3 separate regions of the Mus musculus genome follow, and regions 2 and 3 are each linked to region 1. The links are chromatin contacts, called in public Micro-C and promoter capture Hi-C maps. All regions are on one chromosome and are shown on one strand. The core of a region is the stretch at or near the end of the contact, and the rest is flanking DNA. Distances in the headings are between cores, read along the strand shown.

Evidence for each region. Hi-C and Micro-C count contacts between places; a contact is called where the count stands out from the background. Capture Hi-C pulls out chosen DNA fragments and counts their contacts.
Region 2: a Micro-C map of palatal mesenchyme shows a contact between it and region 1, with 2.9 times the contacts expected there. The contact joins the promoter of Ppib here to the enhancer-like site in region 1. A contact is called at or near these places in 1 of 15 datasets of contacts at CTCF or cohesin (large pre-B cells), 1 of 484 Hi-C or Micro-C datasets (palatal mesenchyme), 1 of 115 datasets of contacts at active chromatin or transcription factors (large pre-B cells) and 1 of 9 other capture datasets (pancreatic islet).
Region 3: a promoter capture Hi-C map of adipose tissue shows a contact between it and region 1. The contact joins two enhancer-like sites. A contact is called at or near these places in 1 of 484 Hi-C or Micro-C datasets (liver) and 1 of 9 other capture datasets (adipose tissue).

What each region holds. Positions count from the first base shown.
Region 1 is chr9:65,741,663-65,746,003 of GRCm38.p6, reverse strand. All of the region lies in intron 2 of Zfp609 (zinc finger protein 609), which reads left to right. Among named protein-coding and RNA genes, the nearest start is that of Oaz2, 67 kb to the right of the region's middle. Within about 2 kb of position 1,868, at least 140 of the 459 cell types and tissues checked have an H3K27ac peak or open chromatin away from gene starts, as enhancers often do. A contact at or near this core is called in adipose tissue, palatal mesenchyme and pancreatic islet, where this site is marked.
Region 2 is chr9:66,058,228-66,062,568 of GRCm38.p6, reverse strand. Ppib (peptidylprolyl isomerase B) reads right to left here and starts at 2,400. Exons shown (of 5, transcript NM_011149.2): 1 at 2,169-2,400; 2 at 989-1,102. The coding sequence starts at 2,303.
Region 3 is chr9:66,002,162-66,006,502 of GRCm38.p6, reverse strand. Csnk1g1 (casein kinase 1, gamma 1) reads right to left here. Exons shown (of 14, transcript NM_173185.2): 7 at 4,222-4,341. Among named protein-coding and RNA genes, the nearest start is that of Gm22657, 52 kb to the right of the region's middle. Within about 2 kb of position 1,877, at least 58 of the 459 cell types and tissues checked have an H3K27ac peak or open chromatin away from gene starts, as enhancers often do. A contact at or near this core is called in adipose tissue, where this site is marked.

The sequences.
Region 1 (4,341 bases), core at 619-3,118:
ACCCTAGTATTGTATATTCAATATTTAGGTCCTACAAAATTGCTCAGGCTGACCTTGAACTTGTGACATTCCTACTCGTTTTCCAGAATAGCTAGGATAACGAGCTTCTACCATGAGGCACCATCAAGAATTTGGATAAGCAAGCTGTCCATACATCACAGGTTTTTATGATTGAAAAATAACAATCACTTGAATTCAGTGACTAGCTGCATTGTTTGCTTGCTTGCTTGCTTGTGAATATGTCTGTGGGTGCACATGTGCTGTGGTGCGTGTGTAGAGAGATCTGGTTACAACTCAAAGGAACTGGTTCTCTCCTTCCCACATATGGGTCCTGGATTTCAACCCAGGCTCTGTGTCATGCAGTTTTGCCCGCTGAGCCATCTTGCTGTTCCTGTTTTTTTTTTAAGACACGCAATAACTCAAACTAGCTTGGAACTTGTAGTTCTCCTTCCTTAGTCTCCCCAATACTAGGATTACAGAGGCAAGATACCATAACCACTCTGGTTAATTATTTTACTGTTGCCCGTTCTTCGTGCCTCCTAGGAATCAGCAGATGCATTTTCCCCTGGGTATATCTAATGTGAATATATTGTGCCTTAGAGGTTTGTATATGCTGTTCCCTCTGCTTGTTGTTTATGCTTAGGTTCTTCATGTGACTGGCACCTTCCCATCCAGGGTCTCAGTTTAAATACACCTCTTCAGAGATAGCATCTGTGGCTGTCTTAATGTAACCTCAATGGTAGTTGTTTCTGTTATCCACATGCCCTATAGGTTTTCAAGCATGCCCCACCCCCATTCCTTCTTTGGGGGTTTGTATGATTTAATATATAGTCCTAGCTAGCTTGAAACTCAGCTCTACATCATCCTCTTGAGTCCTGGAATCACAGAGGTGAGACAGATGCCTAGCTCTAGTAATGTCTGATTTCTATGTATTCAGTGGTCTTTTCCATTTACCATTCAATGTTCAGTGCATAATATAAAAGCTTTCCAGGGAAAGAACTCAGTAATTGTTTGATCAGTGGTCAAACTCTGTATATCCATGTCTTGAAAAACAGTGGGAAGCACTAAGCTTTGGGGCTCCATCTCTCTTCTGACAGTGCACATAGCACGAGTCTTGCAGCGAGGAAATCAGCAGCTATGCCTACCTAGGATGCTGTATGTCAGGCGGCTTTGAGTTAGTATTTTATTATCTGTAGTCCAGCTTGTCATGCCTCATTTTTCCTCTTCTCTGTGGCTTGTCACTCTCCTGCTTGACTCTGACTCAGAGTCTTCACACTAAAAGGATATATCAGAGAAGTGAGGTGTCCCTGAGAGCAGGCAGGAAGGGTGGAATGACAAGAGCCACCAGAAATCTCTTTCTCTGAGGTCACAGTTTGGAGTCTAGAATAAGAGGGAATTTGAGTGCCTCTTGTTCTTGCTCAGTGCCCTCAGTCTGAGTGCTTAGCTGGCAGGCAGGCACCTTTTCCTCCTCAGAACTGTCAGAGCAACATGAAGGTCAGGCAGAGAGAGACAAATGAGAGCAGCTCAGGGAAAGGAGGTTACCACGGTAACAAGCAGGCAGGCCTGCTATTTGGAAGCAGGCCTAATCTTTCTCCTCCTTCTCAGTACTGGAAGATGGGTATTGTGTAGCTGACCTGCATCCTTGGGGTGGGAACCATAATCCCTCTCTGACAGTTTCTAGTGACACAGGAATGAGCTGCTTTGCATTTTAATTTGATAAACAGAAGCCACAGTTTTCTCAGAAGTGCTAGAAACATGGCTTTTTCTGGCTCTGTTCCAGGCAGAATTCTGGTTGCCACAGACAGGAGTTTGGGATTGCTGTTTATTTCTCAATAAAGACCTTGTATATCTGTGTGCTTGTGAAACATGCCTATTGGTTCAGGAAAGCTAGAACTAGACTTAATGCAAGTTATCCTTGGGAGGTATGCTAAGTTTTGTCCTGCCTTAGAGGTTTGTATATGCCATTCTCTCTGCCTGTTATTTACTCTTAAGTTCTTCATGTGACTGGCACCTTCCCATCCTGGGTCTCAGTTTAAATACACCTCTTCAGAGATGCCATCTGTGGCTGTCTTAATGTAACTCCCATGGTAGTTTTTTTTTTATCCCTATATATACATATACATATCCACATATGTGCATATATGTGAGGATGATAGTAATATATAATAATAGCAATAATAGTACATATGCATATTTGCCTTTTGAAGACTACTGAAGCCAGGCATAGTGGCACTCACCTTTAATCTCAGCATTTGGGAGGCAGAAGCATGCAGAGCTCTGTGAATTTGAGGCCAGCCTGGTCTACATGGTGGGTTAGTTACTCTCAGAGCAATGAAGGAGAGACCCTGTCTCAACCAACACTGAGATACTCCTGCTCCCCAGCAAGCATGCAGTAATTATTTTATTTTCTGACCTCCAGCCTTATTCTTTTGTGTACCACCACCCCACCCTCCCTGATATCTCACTATGCAACCCTGGCTAGTGTGGATCTCCCATGTGGACTAGGGTGTCCTGCCTCTGTCTCCTGCATGCTAGGGTCAGAGACATGGCCACCCCACCTGGCCAGTCTTCTTACTTTTCCTGCTTGCACATTTCTTATTAACTCAGTACCTTTTGTTGTAATGAAATGCATACATAAACCTCCCTTTTCTCTCAAAACATAAATTTTAAACAAGGATAATAAATTTTCAGTGTAAAGTCATCTCGGATCTCCTTACTCAGAATGAGCTGGAATGTCCTTCCAGACCTCCCCTGTTGGTGATTGTTTAAGAATCATTTATGCTCTCATAGGTCTCACTTTAGCATTGCTGGGCTGTTCCACCCTGTGATATGACCTTGTATCTTTTTAGTCACTAAAAAGAAATAGGTTGTGGCTACTTGTCCTCAACAGTAAAGATTCTTCTTTGATGAACACTCAGGTTGTTTCTGAATCTGCTTCTCTCTAGCTATAAAGCAACAGCATTGAACAGACGGGCATGGTGGCACGTTCCTGTAATTGCTCACCTGGAAGGTGGAGGCAGGTGAATCAGGACTTGATAGTCATCCTTATCTACATAGAGAGTTCTCGCCAGCTTGGGCTACATCTGACCACCAAATTAGTTAATGAAAAAACATTGAACTGATCTGTATATCATAAATCTGTGTGCCTGTCCTGTCATCTCACTGATGTAAGGGTTTTCTGACAAGATCTTGTTGCATAGTTCATTTGCCTTGAACCCAGAGCCCCCCCTAAGAACTGAATTTACAGGCATGCCCCATCATGCCTGATTTTGTTGGGGGTGGGGTAGGTGATGGTAGTGGTTTATTTATCCATTTTAGTTCCATCTGTTTTGACACTAGGTTTCATGTAACAGTTGAGTGTGACCTGAAACTCACTATGTAGTGGAGAATGATAGCCCTTTGGGGCTTTGAGGGTGCTGGCGTTACAATCATGGACCAACACACTTCTTAATTTTTTTTTAAGAAAAAATTAATTTGCTTTACTGGAGTACTAAATAGCAAGTACCCTCTTTGACAGAATAATTAAAATTTTGATTGAATTGAAGTCTTTTAAGTTCAAAGTAATCATAGTAGAGAGTATAGAATTTGTACTCAAAATCAGTGATCTGTCAATTAAAGGGTGCCAGAAAACTACAGACAGGCAGCTGCCACACTTTCAAATATGTAGGTCATAAAGCTAACATTGATCAGAAGTAGACTCCTAGCCGGGCGGTGGTGGCACTCGCCTTTAATCCCAGCACTTGGGAGGCAGAGGCAGACAGATTTCTGAGTTTGAGGCCAGCCTGGTCTACAGAGTGAGTTCCAAGACACCCAGAGCTACACAGAGAAACCATGTCTTGAACCCCCCACCCCCACCAAAAAAAGTAGAAAACAGAAAATAAGAAATTACCTCTGAGCCAGGTGTGGTGGCGCACGCCTTTAATCCTAGCACTCGGGAGGCAGAGGCAGGTGGATTTTTTAGTTCGAGGCCAGCCTGGTCTACAAAGTGAGTTCCAGGACAGCCAGGGCTATAGAGAAACCCTGTCTCGAAAAAACAAAAACAAAAACAAAAAAAAAAAAAAGAAAGAAAGAAAAAAGAAATTACCTCTGAAAGCATAATTCCCAGTGACCTGAAAACCTCCTCCCATTAAGGCCCACTTTGTACCGCCACATTCCAATAGTGACAAATGGAACCAAACCTTTAGCAACGATTTACTCCACCCCGAAACTTTAAGTTTCTCTCCTCCCTCCATGTGGCCCAATATATTCATGTTTAAAAGCAGAATGCTTGCCTAGCATGCACATAACACTAGGTTCAGTATCCACATAAACCGGACATGGTGGCACATGCTGATAATCCCA
Region 2 (4,341 bases), core at 1,151-3,650, 320 kb before region 1:
CAAGGTCAGCCAGGGGCAGCATAAAACTGTCTCAGGAAAAACAAAATAAAACAGACAAGTTAAAATACAGAATTAATTAAACAGAATATATGTTTCCTTAAAAATTCCTTGTCATGGGCTGGTGAGGTGGCTCAGTGGATAAGAGCACCTGACTGCTCTTCCGAAGGTCCGGAGTTCAAATCCCAGCAACCACATGGTGGTTCACAACCATCCCTAACGAGATCTGGAGTGTTTGAAGACAGCTACAGTGTACTTACATATAATAAATAAATAAATCTTAAAAAAAAAATTCCTTGTCATATTCTTGGATCAAGTTCCTTGGACCCTTTTATTCTTTTTTAAAAACTGCTAACTCAGCTATGTATGTAGCGGCACAAGCCTTTAATCCCAGCAATTAGGAATCTAGGCTAGCCTGATCTAAGAGCAAGTTCCAGGACGACCAGTGTTAACCAACTCACTACTTCCCCCTCCCCCCCCCAAAAGCTCTTATTCCAAAACTTGTCATATCACATGGTCTAAGAACATTCAAATAAAAACTCAAAAAAAAAAAAAAAAATCAGATGTTAAAGTTTACTCTCTAAACATTGCAGCCACACAGTACCATGTTTGTCTATGTTCTCTCTAACATAAAACCACGTTAACACTTCAGTAGCCGCCACACCATTTGGCAGAGACAACTGTGAGGCTGCCAGATTTAGCACTGTGGATTATTATTCTATTATGACTAGCTGTAGGAAGCAGCAGGGGTTGGAAGAACCAGTCCAATCTCTGGGAAGTGCCAAACTGGGCAACTGAGGCTCTGAGTAAGTCACCGCAGTTCCAGGGCCTTCTCCAGAATTAAAGACTGGACCCCTTTATTCCCACTTAATATACAAAAATATCTCATCCTCAGGGAAGCCAGCTAATGAAGTCTGTCTACCACTACACACGGGCCACACTCTGAAGCCCCAGCTGCTCCCATCCCTACTGTGTGGGGTTAGCCACTTACCTCTCCTGTAGCTAAGGCTACAAAATTATCCACTGTTTTTGGAACAGTCTTTCCAAAGAGTCCAAAGACGACTCGTCCTACAGATTCATCTCCAATTTGTAAATCAAAGTATACCTAAGGAAAGTGAACAAGTCCAAGCTTAGCCTTCACAGGGGCCTTGGTAGAGGAGGGCCTGAGGAGTTACCCCATGAGTGAGAACAAAGCCTAAAGCTGTGGCTGAGTAGGGCAAAACCTTTGTACAAATCCAACAAACAGGCTGGAGAAACAGCAGCTGTTAAGAGCATCTGCTGCTTTCCCAGACCCTAGAGCTTCTGTTCTCAGCACCTAGATGGTGGCTACAACCATCTGTACACTTATGAAAGCTCTAGTAGTCTCCAACCCCAGTACTAGGGAGTACGAAATGGTGGGCCACTGCAGATAAGCCGTCCACCACTGAGCTAATAACCCCAGTAATTAATCTTGCTAAATTGTAGTCTCCCTCAAGTAGCTGGGAGTAATATATGCCACAGCACTTGGGTCCACCCCAAGAAAGGATTACAGACTGCCTTATGGCTTAGAGGAAAATTCGGTTGCGGCCAAGCCTGAAGACCAGAGACCAACGTGAATGGACTCCTGCAAACTGTCCTCTGACCTCTACGGTTGCACTGTGGTACCCGAGTCCCTCTCCCTACTAAGTAAATAATGTAACATTTTTTAAAAGTTTTCGTTCTCAAGACTATAGAATAGCAATCTGTGCTCTTTAAATGATTCCAGATTATAGAAACATACATTAAAAGGGGGACATACACAGGGAGATACACTGTGCTTGCAAGTTTAACTATATTTACTGTGTGTGCTACAAAACACACTAAACTGGAGAGACCATAGTAAAAGATTCGGCAATTCTGATCCATCACCATTTCCCAGCAATGCAGGGGATGTGCAAAGGGACCGTCCTAAGGATGTCCGTGCTGGCCGAAGCTGGGCATCCTGGGTCAGGGCGGGGGGCTGGGGGAGTCTGGGTTATTCTCTAGTCTGAGTAGATAGGGCGAGCCTGGCTTCAAGAGATCAAAGTCGACCCAAGGAAGAACTGAACAAGAACAAGGACGCTCAGGTCGGAACTACTGGGCCAGACCCGCTCCGGCTTGAGCCGGACCTAAGGCGGCGGAAGGCAGGCCTCGCTGGTGAGGGGAGCCCAGACCTTGACTGTGACTTTAGGTCCCTTCTTCTTATCGTTGGCCACGGAGGGTCCGGGCAGCAAAAGGAAGACGACGGAGCCCACGATGAGGGCGGCGGCGAAGAGCACCTTCATATTGCGCTCCGAGAGGCGCAGCATCCACCGGCAGCAGCAAGAGCGGTCGGGCAGCCCGGACCGGAAAAGGGTGTGGACGCGCAGCGTGCGCGTGGCCGCCCAGGCGTGGGGTGGACCCGGGGCCGCGGGCGGTCTCGTAGCGCCAGGAGCGCGCCACGTTCTCCCTGCGCAGCGACGCCGAGTGGTAGGCGCTGCCGGGGGCGGGGCTGCGGGTGGCTGCCACGTTACAGCCCTCTGATTGGGTATGTCAAGGCGGTGCGCAAAGGCAGCGTTGGGATTGGTATCAGAAAGAGAGACTACGCACCCCAGCGTGCCTTGCGACCCCACCTGCCCATCCAACTTTCAGACTTTTGTCACGGCGTGCAAAGACCAGTCGCTGCCAAATTTGGAGGTGGTCTTCAGAAGACTGGACACACTTAACCTTAGTACTAGGGGTTGAATTTAGCGGTTGAGCGTTACAGCATAGCCTTCTATATCTTCTATAATGCCTTGCTTGGGGACCGGGCGTAGTGGCTCACACCCGTCATCCCAGCACTGGGCAGGGTGAAGTAGGATGGTAAAAAGTTCAAGGCCAGCCTGGGCTACAGAGTGACTACTAGTTCTTTTTGGACTAGAGTGAGACCTTGTCTTAAAACGAACACGACCAGTCATGGTTGCACGTCTCTTTAATCCCAGCACCTTGGAGGAAGAAGCAGAAAGATTTCTGTGAGTTTAAGGCGGCTTCTATGTAGTTAGTTTCTGGCTATTAAGCATAATATAGTAACACCTATGCCCGAGAACAAAAAAGGGGTGGAGTCGAGGGGTGAAGAGATGGCTCAGTGTTAAGGTTCTTGCTCCACAATCATGAGGACCTGAATTTGGACCCAGCTCTAAAAGCAGATCATGGCCATACTTTATGACTCTAATCCTAGTGCTGTAGTGGTGCTGGACATAGGCGGGTCTGGTAGCCTTGCTTGCTTCCAGACTAGTTCTTTGATTGAGGTAGAGATCCTGTCTCAAAATGAAGGCCCAGAATGATAAGAGCTCTACACATAATGTGCATGCATTACACACACACACACACACACACACACACACTGCTTCCATTTTTAGTTTTTACTAATTTACTACTCATCTTTGTCTTGGAATCCTGTGCTTAACTGCTGTGTGCGCCTATGAAAGGATGCATTCTGTTGGATACTTTGGTATTTATCTTTTCCTTTTTACAATGTCTCATTGCATGTGAGTGGGTAGACACGTAGTTACCTGCATGTGGAGGGAGTTTATTCTCTCCTTACATCACAGGGACTCTGAGGGTTGAACCCATGTCCTTTGGCTCAGAGGCAGCAGGCAACTTTACTGAACCTGAGTTATCCTACCGGCTCCTGGTGTTAAATTTCTTTTCTTCGCACTTTGTTTTAGGAGAATGAGCCCTTGCTGCACATAGTCTTTACATAGCTCCCCTAGCCTGTCTCCAGGGCTCGGTGCTCAGCAGGTATTGGTTGGGGTGGCTTCACATTAACATAGAAGTGGAAAATAACATATACAAAGGTCTGTGGCTGACTGCCTTTTCTTTTTCATAGCTGCAGGTGCTTCCATGGGCTGTTTTCGGTTGTAACACACACTTGGTGTTGCTCCATTCTATAGTGCACACACTTTGGCGTTTGGAGTCTTACACTGTGCTGATTCCAGTGATATTTACCCTATAGGCTCGGGCATTTGAATGCTTGATCTCCAGTTGTGCTGCTGTTTGGGCAGGCTTAGAAGGTGGGGCCTTGTTGGAGGAAGCTCATCACTTGGTAGGATATGAGGTTTCAAAGCCCTGCACTATTCCTAGCTAGTGTTCTGCTTCCTGCTTCAGGTTCTGGATATGAGCTCTCAGCTGTTCCTGTTGCCAGGCAAAGAGGCAAGAATAAAACTCAGCTCGGCATGACCTAGCCAGGCTAGTTCGACTTTCTGGGGTCTGACACCAACCAGTGTAGGTTTTTCATACTTGAGTAAAACCTTGGGGGGAAAAGTTTCCTTGTGACAGCTATCACAACAAAGCTTAAGGTGTGCCTGCAGTGGAACTCCCTTGCAAAGC
Region 3 (4,341 bases), core at 628-3,127, 260 kb before region 1:
CAGGCATGATTTGTATTTACTTTTTGTTTTAGCCAAGTTTAGAGCTTCTCCAAAAGAGATTACAGCTGGGCTTGGCGGTGTACATCTTTAACCCTAGCACTAAAGAGGCAGAGGCAGATGATCTTGGTGAGTTCATGGCCAGCTTGGACTAAATGATACCCTGGCTGGAATCGGGGATATGTATGTGTATGTGTGTGTGTGTATACACATAAGGAGAATTAAGAGACTACCTTGAATGTGTCTTATTTAAGACAGGTGGGCCTAAAACTCATGATCCTTGTACCTCAGCTTCCCAAGTGTTGGTATTACAGGACTACGTCCCACCACTTTGCTTAGTTATCGCTTTCAACTTGATTCTAATCTTCTGAACTCAAAGTAAAATCCAAGATTGTCATCTAGGCTGGGAAAGTCACAGACTAAAAATACAGCACAACATAGCATAGCTGCTGTCTCAAATTATGGGAAACTTGCACAAGAAGGAATGAGTAGTGATACTGTAAACCTGGTCAAAGTGTCATGCTCTTTGGAAATGGGCCTAAGTGGGAAACCTGCTATTGTTTTTTACTTAAAGACACGTCAAGCTGCCTACTAAATATTTATGTTTAGACCCATATATTAGTGCTGTTCTCCACTTTTGCCAGAAAAGTTTCTGAGAGACTCCAAACTGCTGAGTGCTTCCCCTAGTGGGCTATCTCTACCCTCCAGAAAAGCTCAAGGGCATCACAGAAGGAGGTGTGGGAAGAACGTAAAGGCTGAGGATGGAAAAGAGTGCTATATAAACGACAGTCTTTGGGACAGGACATGGCCACTGCACTCATCAACTTACAGCAGCCAGCCAATAACTCCAGTGTGGGTGGGGGATGCTCCTGAGGCTCAGCTGAGGAGTGAATGACAACTGATGGTTGCTGGAGGAAGAGGAAGTCAGTTTATTTTGGCTTATGCTCTTGAAGGCAGCACTAACTGGACTCAGTGGGTTATTCAGAAGAGGAGGAGGAAGAAAAGGAAAAGATGAAGGTGAGAGGAGCATTGTTGGAAGAGGTCCAGGAGGAGTTGGAGGGTTAGTAATATAGATTTACACACACACACACACACACACACACACACGTCAAATAAACAAGAAATATTTTAACAACATAAAAATGAACAGTACTCTACAGAGTAGATGAACTGTTTCAACTTAAAAGCTTTCATTCTGTTACTGTCACCTGTGCATATCACTGTTCCTTGCTACTACTTCATAGTTGCCCTCTAAACAGTTCCTACATCATACACCTTCCAGCTCACCTTCTTCATTTGAGGGTGACCCTGTCTGAAAAGGCAACTTTATAAATAGTACTATGACAGAAGGGGGATTTTCCTTAACTTTTTGTTTTGTTTTTGAGGATGATGTCTCATTTGGTAGACCAGGCTAGCCTGGAATTCACTATGAAACTCAGGCAAGCCTTGGACTTCTGGTGATCCTCCTGCCTTCTGCTTATACAATGCTGAGAATACAGAAATGGGCCACTATGCCTGACAAAAAGGGTTTTGAAAAGGCAGTTTCTAATAAAAAAAAAGGAGACACCCATGACTGGGGCATAATTTTGTGAAGGGTCTTCCTTGAATGAACAGGTCCTGGATTAAAACTAAGAATAAAAGGAGGGGAAAAGCGTTTAAAAGGATGTAAGAAAACACAAGCTCTCCAGACAGTTTGGCCTACGTGAGGTGTCTGAAATTTGCAATAAAATGTTATGGGATTGAAAACAAGTAGTCAGACAAAAAGTTTGTTAACAGAGCATAGGAAATGAGGAGAGGAGCAGAGCATGTGAGGTGAGCAGACAGACAGGGAAGCACAGTGGGAGAGTTTCCCACACGGCATCACACCTCTGCTTTTATATCTGTTTCCTGTACGTAACAGGAAGCCTGGGGAGGATAAAAAAATTCCCTAGGCGAATGCTTCAATTGTAGCTAAGTGAGCACTAGAGGGCGAGCTCTCCACAGATTTACAATTTTCACACACACACACACACACACACACACACACACACACACACACACACCACACACACACAAATGATGTAGCTCTGTAAGTCCTGAGGAGAAAAAAAAAAGCATTGCTCTGGGACACAGAATAGAGAAACTATGACACCTAAAGTAGGTGTGAGACCTAGGTCTGTGCTCACTGTTCCTATTAACTCATATTAACACCATCTAGTAAAGTGAAAATGCAGCCAAGCCACCTACATTGGGCCTCAGTTTCTTATGTGAAAATAATGTGGCCATTTTAGGTAATTTGAAAAATCATTTTTGAGCTCTAAAAATTTATTTTTATCTATTTTTATTTTATTTTATTTTATTTTATTTTATTTTTGGTTTTTCAGGACAGTGTTTCTCTGTGTAGCCCTGGCTATCCTGGAACTCACTCTGTAGACCAGGCTGGCCTGGAACTCAGAAATCCACCTGCCTCTGCCTCCCGAGTGCTGGGATTAAAGGTGTGCACCACCACCTGGCTGAGCTCTAAAAATTTAAAATAATCAATATTAAACTATTAGGTCTTAAATCTTCATTTCTGTTTGTCTGCAGCTAGGTCTTAAAATGTAAATGAAAACCAGCACGTGCTGTCTCCATACTTGCTTGGATAGTCTGCACTGTAATGCAATAGGTAGGTCCTCCTCACTTTTCACAGTGGATTTGTTGTTGTTGTTGTTGTTGTTTTCAAAGAAGGGTTTCGCTACTAGGAAATGAACAAGACACAAATGTCTTCAACATGGTGGAGGCTCCCTTCAGGTTATAAGAAAAATGTGTTTGCTTTACAGGCACAACACCCCAATTTTAGGCTAATTGTATTTTGCTCAAAGAAAGAGTGTTCTCTAATTTTAGCCATTAAATAATGGTTTTAAACCTGGGCTGGGATGTTTTAATCAATGAGAGGTAGCTCATCTGATGTAGTGCCAGGAAGAACACCTTTTCCTTTGCTAACTTCCATTACAAAGTGAAGAGCACTTCTCTGAGCTATTTGACAATATATTTCCCAGGGTCTCCCTCCCTCATTACAACTTAAAAAAATATTACACATTTAAAAGCCAACAATATTAGAACTCCCATGGACACTTCTCTAGTGTGTGATACCTGAGATAGCATTTATGAGTTATGTTTTGTTTGAGACATGGTCTCACTAGGTAATCTCAATTGGCCTAAAACTTGCTATGGAGATGAGGTTGGTCTCAAACGTGGGGACCCATTTGCCTATGCCTCTAGAGTGCTGAAATTAAAGGTGTATGCTACTATACCCAATTACAAAAATTTTTATCAACACAGGGGCACATGTCTTTAGTTGCGGAATTTGAGAGTTAGAGGTATCCAGATCTCTGAGTTCAAGGCTACATAGTGAAACCCTGTCTTGATACACACACATACACCATGAGAGAGGGGGAGAGAGGTAGGGGGAGAGAGAGAGAGAGAGCGCGCTACAATATGTAGAGAAATGGAGAACAAACCTAATGGTAAGGCATATTAGATTTGACCTGAAGAGCACTTGGGCTCATGAAGCCTAACTTTGGAGATAATTCCAGTGGCAATCGCAGAACACCAACACGAGGAAGTGCTCTACTGTCATACAGGGTAGATGCTCAAAACATACTTTATAGAATAATAAAGATAATTGCCATGAGGGATAACCTACTGGGCTAATCATACTATCCACATCATGTTTTACCTGCATGTATGTCTGTGTACCACATGTGTTCCTGGTCCCAAAGAGTTCAGAACAGATCAGATTCCTTCCTTGGAACTAACGCTACAGCTGGTTATGAGCTGCCATGTGGGTGCTGAGAACCAAACCTGGTCTTCTGGAAGAGCAGCCAGTGCTCTTAACTGGTGAGCCATCTCTCCTGTCCCAGCACCCATGTTTAGTGAAACCCCTTCATTAACACAGGCCTGGCCTGATTTCCTCCTTTTACGTGTACAGAGTCATACACAAGTAAATAAATACAAGTCTCATTACTTAATGCAAATACTACTATCATCTTGCAATAACTCTTAAACTGCTGAAGAACGAAGCATCAGAAAACACAGAATTAAGATATATGAGAACATCACCAACTTACCATTCCACTCTCTCAAGTACAAAAAATGTCACTTACCTTATGATGCAGCAGATGGTACAAGTTGTAACTCACAGTGTAATGCATAGTCAGTGTTATGGGAAGAAGATGCTCACATAACCTGCCCCTTTCAACGCACCTTTGCCTAGATGTGTGTTGATAGACATGTATCTCGCAGTTCCAGTCAAACTTTTGTGCTCTCTGTAAGGTATGTGTTTTTTGGTTTCAGGATCAACATATTCCTTGGCCAGTCCAAAAT